Regions from separate parts of the Mus musculus genome. Here region 2 is linked to region 1. Evidence: chromatin contacts called from public promoter capture Hi-C data. All regions are on one chromosome and are shown on one strand. Each heading gives the region's core, a stretch centred on a gene start, on an enhancer-like site or on the middle of the called end of the contact. The rest is flanking DNA. Distances are from core to core; before and after follow the strand shown.

Region 1 (5,601 bases), core at 2,588-5,087:
ATGGATGACAAAGGTGGCATCACAGAATTGTGAGGAATTGATGGAATGCTCACTGCTGTGGTCAAGGGCACCTGAGCCATCTCAGATGACCCCTAAGTGCTGCTCCCTCCCCCTCCCTCCACTCCCCCCCCCCCACAGGGCTACTCTGTAAGGCAAGAGAAACGAAAGGGCTCCAGAAACACAGATGGAGCACCAAATGAACTGTGTACTGGGAGGAGAAGGGAGAAGGGGGTTGGGGGAGGGGGCTGAGCTCACCAAACCCAGATCTTCTGGTCTCATCTTTCTAGCTAGAGACTGAGATGCAAGCAAAGCACGGGGCCATCCCAGCTACCCTGGGACAAGCACCAGCAAGCATACTGGACTTGCAGAACTCCAGCCTTGCAGACTGGATTGGGATACAAATTGACTCAGAAAACAGAAAGGTTGGGAGAGTGGGAAGAAGCCAAGGCACTCCTTGGCTGTGGGATTTTTGCTAACCACGCAATCTCAGTGGGTTGTTGTGACCTCTGCCAACCTTAGCCTGGGCCAGCATGGGGAAGTGTCCTCTCAGCTACCCTGGACAGCCGGTGCTACCTCGGAAGAGTTTGGGAGGTGGACCAGCAGGTGTCAGGAGCTGGGAGAAGCAGGATAAGAATAGTCTGTAACACTACAGAAGTACAGCACTGGTGGGAGGGGGGAGGGAAGGGTGGAGAAGACTGAAGTGGTTTCCGGTTTCCAGCAAGGGCCTCAGAGTGGCAAAAGATGTAGCTCTGAAGAAAGCTAAAAACAAACCAAACAAACAAACCAACAAAAAGTAAAAACAAACCCAGGTCTAATGTGGCAGGACTGTGGTTAGACTAACAGAGGCAGGACCACTGGTCTCCAGCCTCAAGGATGCTCCAAGCAGGGCCCACTGCCACGGTTTTCAGCTGCAAATAGAAAAAGGTTTAGGTGTTGAGCTCCCAGTGCAATCCTCTTCTTCCTGTGGAACTTTGAACAGATTTGCCTTTTATTTAAAATGGCATACAAGAGGCTGGGGAGTTGGCTCAGCGTTGGTTGAGAGAGCTTAGAGCTTTTGCAGAAGGCCAGGATTCAGTTTCCAGAGCCCACATGGTAGCTCATAACCAGCCAGAGCTCCAGTCCCAGGAAATCAGATGCCCTCTTCTGGCCTCTGCGAGTACCAGATGTGCACATGGTACACATACAGGCAAAACGCTCTGTGCACATAAAATAAATATATCTGAATGTTTTTAAATGATATGTGACTCACATTTCATACTTTCAAACTTAAGGTGCACTAGTCCGTGGCTTTCAGAATATGCCTGAGTTTTGCAGCTACCACCACTACCAAACTGCAGGGAAATTTTAATGGTTCCTAAAAAAGAAACTCTGTACTCAGGAGCAGTCACTTCCCCTCTTCCTCTAGTCCTGGCAACCACAAGTCTACCGTTCTGTCCTATGGAGTTCTCTGTCTTGGTCAGTTTACCTAAATTATCTATCTAATGCCTTTGCGCCTGGCTTCTCTCACTTAGCATACTATTTCCCAGGTTGTGGTGTGAGCAAGCAGACACTTCCCTCTTATGGTGGAATAGTGCTCCATTTCGTGGACAGGCCATATTTTATGTGTCCATCAGTTGATGGACAAATGGAACGGTCTGCGCTTTCGTTCACTCAGCTTTATTTGGTAAAAATATCGGGCCATATCCATCAGCTTCTTAGGGTATTTATGGGTCTCAAACGAGTGTGGGATGTGGTATGCGGAGTAAATGCCCAGGCTGCTTTCTGTTCTAGATCTTTCAAGATAAAGGGCAGAAAAGGCTCATCAGGTTCAGAGAACTTCTCAAGTAAGTCAGGTATCGAGGAGGCCGAGTGAGGAACAAGAGCCAGGCAGTAGGCTGGAGCTCTGCTCTCCTGGTCTTGCTTAGGGTTTGAGAACAACTACCTGGGGGCAGTGCTAGCACTTGGGAGGCAGAGGCAGGCGGATTTCTGAGTATGAGGCCAGCCTGGTCTACAAAGTGGGTTTCAGGACAGCCAGGGCTATACAGAAAAACCCTGTCTTGAAAAACAAAACAAAACAAAACAAAACAAAACAAAACAAAACAAAAGAGTTGAGAACAACTACCTGCTTCGTGCTTTCTATCTTCTTGAATGAGCATTTGCTCTCCTGGCTGAAGATAGGGCGAGTATTTATCTGAGAGAGATGCTACTGAGTTCTGAGTTTCTATAGTTATCCATAATACTGACTTCTGGCTTATCCTTCTTTTTCTTTGTTTATTGTCTGTATAGAACACAGGTCTGAGGTCAAGACACTTGGCTGTCTCCCCAGTACCTAGAAAGTACCAGGTACATTTTAAGTACACAAATATTTGTTGGGCAAGTCAAGTCTCCATTAATTTATTAGTCACTCAAGATGAACATGTTTGATTTGTTGGGGCTGTTTTAGGAGGGGTACACACATTATATATCAATATATATATATATATATATATATATATATATATATATATATATACACACATATATATCACACATATGCACATATAACATCGCATATATATATATATGACATTTCCTGTCTTTGAGGAAGGCCCTTCAAGTGACAGTGTCAGACAGTGGCCAAAACAACTAGATTCCACTGAGACTTGCTGAGGAGTGAGGCCAGCGTTTTGCCTGTTAGAGACCTCCCAGAAGGTTCAGCAGTGAATGGACCTGAAATAGATCAGAATTCATAACCTATGCTTTTTTTTTTTCCCTCAGAACTTGGCTCCTAGGAGGGAGCAGACCTTTCCCGACTGGAGAGGGGAAAGAGAGGAAGCAAAAGAAGGGAGTTTCCTTCTTTTCTCTTGGGCTCTCAGCCAGGCAGCCACAGGCATAACTTTGAAAAGGCCTAAATTTGTCCTGGACGCACTTCCCTGATTCTCGTCCCAGCAGCCCCCGCCCCCACAGCCTTAAGACCCAAGGCTTCCCTCCAAAGATTCTAAAAGCAAGGAACTAAGTCCTTTCTCTCACAAACCCAGAGCCATTCACTTGGGTCGGGTCGTAGGAATTGCTTCTGCGAGCTTCTGTTTACTCAAAATGAAAGAGGTACCTTGAGGAACGGGCACCCTCGCACAAGCCCCAAAGTAATCCTTTGGCTTGTGACTGCTTTTCAGGATTGACTTTCGTTTCCTTAAATTCTCTAAAGAGACTGAGTTGGAGTGGCTGCTAATTTTTATAACAATATATAGCCAGCTCTTCATAGGACCTGTTTTAAAGGACAAGCCTGAACTCACCGTCCTGCCTCGGGGCCCGGGCTCCATACCTGGGGAGTAGACAGTCTTCTACTTTCTAACAAGCTGGACTTGAAGTTGCAGTAAATCTCCTGGTTGAGTGACAGGTGTTTCCCAGCTCAGCCCTTGGGGAGATTCTCCAGTTGGGCAGGACACCTGTCCCCAGGGGCCTAGTGGGCTGGACTCCTTCGGCCCTGTTCAAAGTGAGGGGGTGGGTCCTACCAGGTCTGGGAAAGGTTCTGATTTCCCTCTCCTTTGGTCCGTCTGTCTGTTCGTCTTTGGGAATGGCTGCTTCCTGATCTTTTTCTTTCTCATTTAAACCTCTCTCTGTAGCCCTCCTCCTTTCTCTTCACTGGAACTACTCAGAGCTCTGATCTCCGTCCCTCTGTCTCTGGCTCCGGCATCTGTCTGGGCTCCTGGCCTCCTTCTCCCCCCTCCCAACCCCTCCCCCGCGCTGTCATTCACCCCGCTCCTCTCCACGCACAGCCAATGGAGAGACCCGGCCGAAACAGCTAGGCTCGCTCGCTCAGGGCTTTTTCGCCCGGTGATTGATGTCCCAGAGTCAACAGCGAGCGAGCAGCCGGAGAAGGGAAGGAGAAGCCGGAGAGGGGAAGAATACAGCTCCCCCTCTCTCCTTCCCCTCCCCCCTACTTTGGCCCTTCTGCGCACTTCGCCTTCAAGTCTCAGCGCAGCCTGGGGTGGCGATTGCCTCCGCGCTCCGACTCGCTGCCCGGGTAGTCCAGCGCAGCGATCGCCCGCGCCCGGGCCCCCGCGTGGGGCCGGGGCCAGCATGGAGCACCTGGGTCCGCACCATCTCCACCCGGGCCACGCGGAGCCCATCAGCTTCGGTATCGACCAGATCCTCAACAGCCCCGACCAGGGCGGCTGCATGGGGCCCGCTTCGCGCCTCCAGGATGGAGACTACGGCCTTGGCTGTTTGGTTGGAGGCGCCTACACTTACGGCGGCGGGGGCTCCGCTGCTGGGGCGGGGGCCGGGGGCACTGGCGCTTACGGCGCGGGTGGCCCAGGTGGTCCTGGTGGTCCGGCGGGCGGCGGCGGCGGTGCCTGCAGCATGGGCCCACTGCCCGGCTCCTACAACGTGAACATGGCCTTGGCGGGCGGCCCCGGTCCGGGCGGCGGCGGCGGTGGCGGGGGTGCCGGTGGCGCCGGGGCGCTGAGCGCTGCAGGGGTGATCCGGGTGCCCGCGCACAGGCCGCTAGCTGGAGCTGTGGCCCATCCCCAGCCCCTGGCCACCGGCTTGCCTACAGTACCCTCTGTGCCTGCGGTGCCGGGTGTCAACAACCTCACCGGCCTCACCTTTCCCTGGATGGAGAGTAACCGCAGATACACAAAGGACAGGTTCACAGGTGAGTCCGGCCCGCGCGCGTCCCGCCTGGCCGTGGCTCGGTCTCTGTGCTACCCACTACCCTGCTTGATGGCTCCTTGAAGCTCTTTCTGAGCGCCAGGTCGCCTAGCGCCTCTCCGTGCGTTTCCTAAGTTCAGCTGCCTTCAGGATTCTATGTGCTCAGAATCGCTCCAAGAGTTCTTGCAGCCTGGGTTCTTCTGTCTCTCCTCTAGGACCCCATTCGTGGAAGCAAAGCTTGGTCCCCTCTCGGGATCCCAGGGCCCAGTCAGGTAGAGGACTGTAGATTCAGGACCATCTTCTGTCAACAGTCTAGGCTTTGCATGCCCGTGTGAGAAAAAAAATTTTTTTTTTCTGTCCTGGCTGCTGTTTCCTGACGGAGGCCAAGAGCCCCAGAATTAGACAGAATAATTAGACATAAGAAAAGGTTCTCCTACCTCTCGTCCCCTACTACACACACACACACACACACACACACACACACACACACACACACACACACACACACACGTGCTCTGAGTTGTGGCGTGCGGGTCGGGCCGCTGCAGATCCGCAAAGGCCCCAAGCCCGGGTGAAGGAGCAGAGCTTTCTTCCTGGACCTCCGAGATTCTTCAGAGTCAGTGGCAGCGCAAGGCTGGGCCAATTTTCGTTTTCATCCTCGGTATCCCTCCCAGGGGTCGGCTCTCTTATTTGGGGGGTGGTAAATATTGCACCCGCCTGACCAGAGGGTTGGCTGGAGGACAACTCCCGGAGAGGAGGACGAACTCTTTGGCCCAGCGGCCTTGCTCTCTGCACCACCCTAGCTCCCTCTGACCTGGCTTCCGTTTCTCTCTGCCCTAGCTCTGGAGTACCCTCTTCCTCGGTGCCCACTTCCCGCTGGCTGCCTTTAGTTGTCCTTGGATCCTTAGACCTTGAGCTGCCTCAGGAAGGTTCAGGCCCCCATGGGCACACAGCTGTTAGGAATTGGGCCCCAGTTAGCTGTCTGGGCCT
Region 2 (5,463 bases), core at 2,197-4,696, 1.2 Mb after region 1:
CTCCTCTACTATCCAGCTTCCTCCAGAGCCCAGCCCAACCCTCAGGACACAGATGAAAGACTGGAGCCTGGAGAGACTTTTGGCTGACTTAGGAGCCCAGGGAAGCCAAACAGGAGGGAGGTTTGAAGGGATGCCTCTTTGCCAGGCCTCAGCTGCTGTAGAGAAGGTCCTGCCCTCCTCCCCTGGGCTAAGTTCAAGCCTTACCTGAGCTGGGGGCGTCCAAGGAGCCATAGAAGAATTCCCACTTGGCTCGAGCGATTCTCTGGGCATGAGAGGAGACTTCCCGGGGGGAGGACCAGGTGTCCCCCTGAGCCAAAGAGGGAGTGAAAGGCACAGGACCCCAATGAGAACCAGACAGACAGACACAAGAATATGGAGTTCCAGAAAGAAAACCACACGGGACAGAGATGAAGGTGCAGGGATACAGTGACAGAGGGCAATAAAAGCTCATTTAGGACATTAAAGGATTTGGGTGACTGTAAGACAAACCTCAGTCCAACAGGGGCTGAGATTTGTCCCTTAGCTGAGGTACTAGGGCCCCAGGCAGCCCAAGGCAGATTTCATACCTGGTTTAGGAATCCGGTGTCTGCAGGTCCTCGGAAGTGCATGGCCAGGTGCTCAGGGGTCCCCCCCAGCCCATTGGGGAGGGAGGAGTAAAGCCCATCTGCCCCGATCTGGGGTGGGACCAATGGTCCACGTGAGGGGTCCCTGCTGCCAGGAAGAACAGAGCCTCCTCCAGCTGGGAGTGGGTCTGATGTGGATGCCTCTAGCCGCAACTTCCGGTTGCAGCCAGGTCCAAGGGCTGGGGTGGGCCTGGGGGCAGAAATCCCGCCCAGGTCCCAGCTCCGACTCAGGCCTCCAGAAGCAGGTAGGCCATTCAGTGGCCTCACACTGGCCTTCTCCACAAAACGGAAGATGACCACAGAACTCTGTGCCCCTGGTGGAGGCTGCCCAGTGGGTGAAGAGGGTCCCCAGGGTGAGGGAGCTATATGGGGTGAGGGAGGGGCTCGCAGAGGGGTACAAGGTGCTGTCACACGTCCCAGATCCCGGCCTCGAGGACCTGGGCCCACCACTCGTCGTATAAGGGATCCTGTGCTGCCATACATGCTGGCTGGGGGACTTTGGGGCACTGGGCCTTCGGGGAGCCAGCGACGAGGACATCGTGGTGGGGAGATGGCACAGTCGCCTTCTGAGCAGAAGCGCATGGCACCCTGGGCCATGCTGGAGCCGGGGGGTCAGGCTGGGGGGGCAGGGATGGCGAGGCCAGGCAGGGAGTAAGGGGGCTGCATGCTCTTCAGACAGGCCTGCAAGAGAGGAAGGAGAACATGGGTGGAGTGCTTTGGAGTCAGACAGGCGGGGCAGCAGAGACAGAGATGGGAAGGTGGGTTGGGCCTTCTAAAGTCCAGAGACCTATCCTGGGAATGTGGGATCAGCCATCCGGGGGACTCCTGCTTTGGAAAGCTTCCAGGGGCTCCTCTTCTTCTGTCTGGGAGCCCTGAGCATCACTTTATGGTGAAAGAGCAAGCTAATTCAGCTCATGGAGTTGTGTTCTGGGGCAGCCGGGAACTCTCTCTTGGGTGGAGGCTGGAATCTTATCTTCTGGATGATAGAGGCCATGTATCCTCTACAGTTCCACTTATGGGGGACCCTCACTTAGAATAGGAGAAACCATGCTTCTTTGAAGGAGAGGGAAGAAAAAGGGGGTTGCATGGGGGTGATGGAGTGTTGAGAGGGAAGAGGAGAGAAGGAAGGGTCTGAAGAGGCCTTAACATCGGTCCATAGATTGCTGAGTGGGGAATAGATATTCTATTCTCCATACCAGTACATGCACACACACACACACACACCCATGTATAAACACACACAAGAATTCATATACACACATGCAGAAGGACAAAGTATCAGTAGTTAACACATTCATAGGCAACACCCTCCAGTACACACGCAGTACTGCTCATAGACACACCCTCATACAATCACAGTCATAACAAATATGTGTATGATGGAAAAGCACATGCTTATCTTACACACACACACACACACACACACACACACACATCACCAAATAATAGCACACAAAGAGGTTCCCAAAATTCAGGCTCTCGTTCTCTGATGCACACAGAAACAGGTGTATCAGAGACCTCCTCGTCACAATCATAAACACAAATGCATATTTGCTCACAGAATCAGAGACACACATTCTCTCCTCCCCACACCAGTAACCAAGTCTGGGTGGGTGAGGGGGCTGCACCACATCCCTCTCCCTCAACTCCAGGGATATGAAATATCTTGCCCAGCCCAGAAGAGACCATAAAGGAAAACCGGGCCTCTGATGGCAAAGCAGCAGCATAGAGAAAGCTGTCAGGAGCAGCACCCCAGCCAGACAGGTTCTTAAAGCTCAACAGGAGCCTGGACCTCCCCTGTGAAGGCCCTCCTCCAAGGCACCCCAGTACTCACCGCTGCTCGTCAGGAGCTGGAATCGAAGAGAGGCAGAGAGGCTGGGCCCCGCTCAGCTGTAAAAGCAGCAAGGCTCCCGCTCGCTCCAGGCCCGCCCGCCCGCCTCTCAGTCCCTCCTCCACCCCTCCCCACGCTCTGCTCAAGCAACGCTAATCCCCCCCCCCCAACCTCCCTCCATTCCCAGGGCCCTAAGTCCCAAAGAATGTCACCACCTAGTCACTACCTAAGACTCACACCAGAGGAAAGGGAGAATGTGGAAGACCCCATTCTGTTCCCTAAACCCTCATATGCCCCACCCCACTCGTGTTCAGTTCTCTCTCGTCCATCATCTGAACCACACGTAGGGTCCAGATGCATACGCCTGTCCTGCTCCAGACCCCACGCGTGTCCCTAGGAGGCTGCCACATGACCTGTTACATGCCACACGCGCTCCCGCCCCCACAAGCACGCGGCCACGCAAAGCACACGGTACGGAGTAGATCGGACCCGCCCCCTAAAACCAGAAGACCCAACTATGGAAGGGACATTAAGCGAATGCAGTCATAAACACTTTGGGGTTCTGAACCTCAGACCCAGGAGTCCTGTCCTGAACCCCAACCCGGAGTGCAGAGGAAGGATAAATCAGACTCCAGGAGGAACTTCCTTACTGCCTAGGTTAATCGTCCCGCCTTTTCAGGGACGAGAGTTTAGAAGGGATGACCCCGAGACTGGGACAAGAAGCACAGGCAAACCTTGTGCCCTTGGCCAGGGTGGAAAAGGGTCTGGCTCTTTTAGGAAAACGCCACACGAGTTACTATGGTAACTATTCTCCTTTGGAAGGCCAAGACCGGCAAGTTATGACCTGGGAAGAAAGAGAGGGTCGATTCGGGTGGCCAGAGGGTGCGAGGACGTTCGAAGCGGGGGTGCGCGGGGCTCACCGCGGGGAGGGGTGGCGCGAGTTCCGCGAGGTGCTGAAGGGGACAGCGCCAGATTTGTCGTAATGCGCAAGCGCAGAGGCGCGAACAAAGGGGGGGGTGTGGAGGCGCGCGCCCGGAGGTGGTGCGCGCCCACATCAATCTTGCAGAGATCCTTCCAGGCTACCCCTTCCCCAAGTAGACTGAGACGAGGAAGCAATCCCCTCATCCACCTTCACCCTCTTGTGTCTTTCCGGTGCTAGTTGGCTTTTCTCTTTATGCTACAATTCAGTAATGAGGTAGTGTAGAAGGAATTCTGGGAAAACCAGGATTTCTGGGTTCTTTATCCTTGCTTCGTTTGATCCTGGTTAGGGAGCTTTCTCCCTAGAGCCTCGATTTGCCTGTCTTTAAAATGGACGGTCCTTCCTACCTTTGCTGATGTACCCAAACCCCTGATAAGGATGGGAAGCAGTTTTCGTTACGAAGCGGCTGAAATGTTTGCATAAGGGCACGCAATCATGTAGATAGGATGCAGCGGTCTTACAGTCTTTCGCATGCCCCACACCCACCTCAGATGTTGGAGGAAAATATTACGCCAGGGGTTCTCCAGAGAGGGACTTGGGCTTAGTATCTGGGGGTGCAGTGAAAGGGGAGCCTAGTGGTTGAGCTTTGGGAAGACAATGTCCCTACAATTAATCCAGGACCAGTCAAAGCAGTACGGCTAGTGGCCTGCACTGAGCAGGCAATTCCTCTCGGACTCTGGACCGCTGGAAAGCAGACCTGGCTGGTCCTATATAGTCCTTTGTCCTTAGGCAAAGAGCCGGACTACGCTGCCCTGAAGTGGAAAGAGATGGATGTCATGATTGTGCATTTCACAAGAAATGGCAGGTTTAAACAAGTGTGCTTGAGAGTAAAAGCCCTAGCGTCGCCCATTTAATCTAGTCTTTTGGCAGTTGCTTATTGAGCACCTAGTACATACCAGCTAGTTATAGTCTGGGCAGCCTCTCCCCCTTTTCTTTTTCCAAAGTCGCTTAAAGGCGACCAGAGGACAGAAGGAGGCACTGGGTAACCTAGGAGTCCTGGCTCCGCCCCTTCTGCCTTTGGCCTTGTCTGCTCCTCCCATCACCACTCAGAGGCGGCTACTGGCCCGCAACGGAGACCGAAAGCAGTGTTCGCTCGCCGCTACTCCAGCCTCGGGCTTCAAGCCCTGTAGCTGAGAAGACATCTAATGGTACATCACTGGTCCGTTCTGCCTCAGTTTCGGGATCCATCCGAAAAGCTTCCTGACAAGGATTCTCAGTGAGACCGCACTCGATTAAATCGGTCTGTCTCTTCCGACCAAGGAGGCGGGCTCGCCGCAGCCGCTTCAAGGCCAAAGCGAGTGGAGCTTACTGCGCACGCGCAGTAGACAGCGATGGAGCCACCAATGGAGCAGTCCGGAGGGGAGCAAGAACCAGGAGCTGTCAGGTACCGAGCACTGGAGGGGCCTAGGGAGGGAGGGCAGCCGAGTCTGGGCCGGACGCGGATCCCTCTTGCCAGCCGGGACTCTCGGGTATAACAGAAGGACTCGCACGTAACAGCGGCCCGGGGACGTCAACGCCGTTTTCCCCCTCAGGCTCCTGGACCTGCCCTGGGAAGACGTGCTGCTCCCGCACGTCCTGAACTGGGTCCCGCTGCGCCAGCTGCTCCGGCTGCAGCGCGTCAGTCGCGCCTTCCGGGCGCTCGTTCAGCTGCACTTGGCGAGGCTGCGCCGCTTCGACGCCGCTCAGGTGAGCCGGGGCCCGGAGCCACGCCCACGCCACGCCCCCGCGTGGGTACCACCGTCGCCCCGCCTCCAGGCCAGCCCCTGCTGCGCGGTAAACCCTTCCCGACCCCGGGTGAGACGTGGAGAATTCCAGAGGGCAGCGGCTCGGAGGGAGCTCGGTGTCCCTTCTGGGAGGGCAGGGGGCAAAGTCCCGAAGTTAGGCGGCTGCCAGGCAGTGGCCCGCCCCGGGGACAGACTTGAGTCTCCGTGTCTCCCGCCCGTAGGTGGGTCCACAGATTCCACGGGCGGCACTAGCCCGGCTACTGCGGGATGCTGAGGGGCTGCAGGAGCTGGCGCTGGCTCCGTGTC

What was found. Promoter capture Hi-C pulls out the DNA fragments that hold promoters and counts their contacts.
Region 2: a promoter capture Hi-C map of embryonic stem cells shows a contact between it and region 1, with 2.7 times the contacts expected there. The contact joins the promoter of Psd here to the promoter of Tlx1 in region 1.

Annotation. Positions count from the first base shown.
Region 1 is chr19:45,146,878-45,152,478 of GRCm38.p6, forward strand. Tlx1 (T cell leukemia, homeobox 1) reads left to right here and starts at 3,838. Exons shown (of 3, transcript NM_021901.3): 1 at 3,838-4,615. The coding sequence starts at 4,039. It overlaps Gm35923 (a long non-coding RNA gene), which reads right to left and starts at 77. Exons shown (of 3, transcript XR_386750.3): 1 at 1-77.
Region 2 is chr19:46,323,710-46,329,172 of GRCm38.p6, forward strand. It overlaps Psd (pleckstrin and Sec7 domain containing), which reads right to left and starts at 3,447. Exons shown (of 18, transcript NM_028627.2): 1 at 3,375-3,447; 2 at 2,458-2,513; 3 at 567-1,304; 4 at 205-307. The coding sequence starts at 1,220. Fbxl15 (F-box and leucine-rich repeat protein 15) reads left to right here and starts at 4,475. Exons shown (of 4, transcript NM_133694.2): 1 at 4,475-4,817; 2 at 4,966-5,119; 3 at 5,379-5,463. The coding sequence starts at 4,765.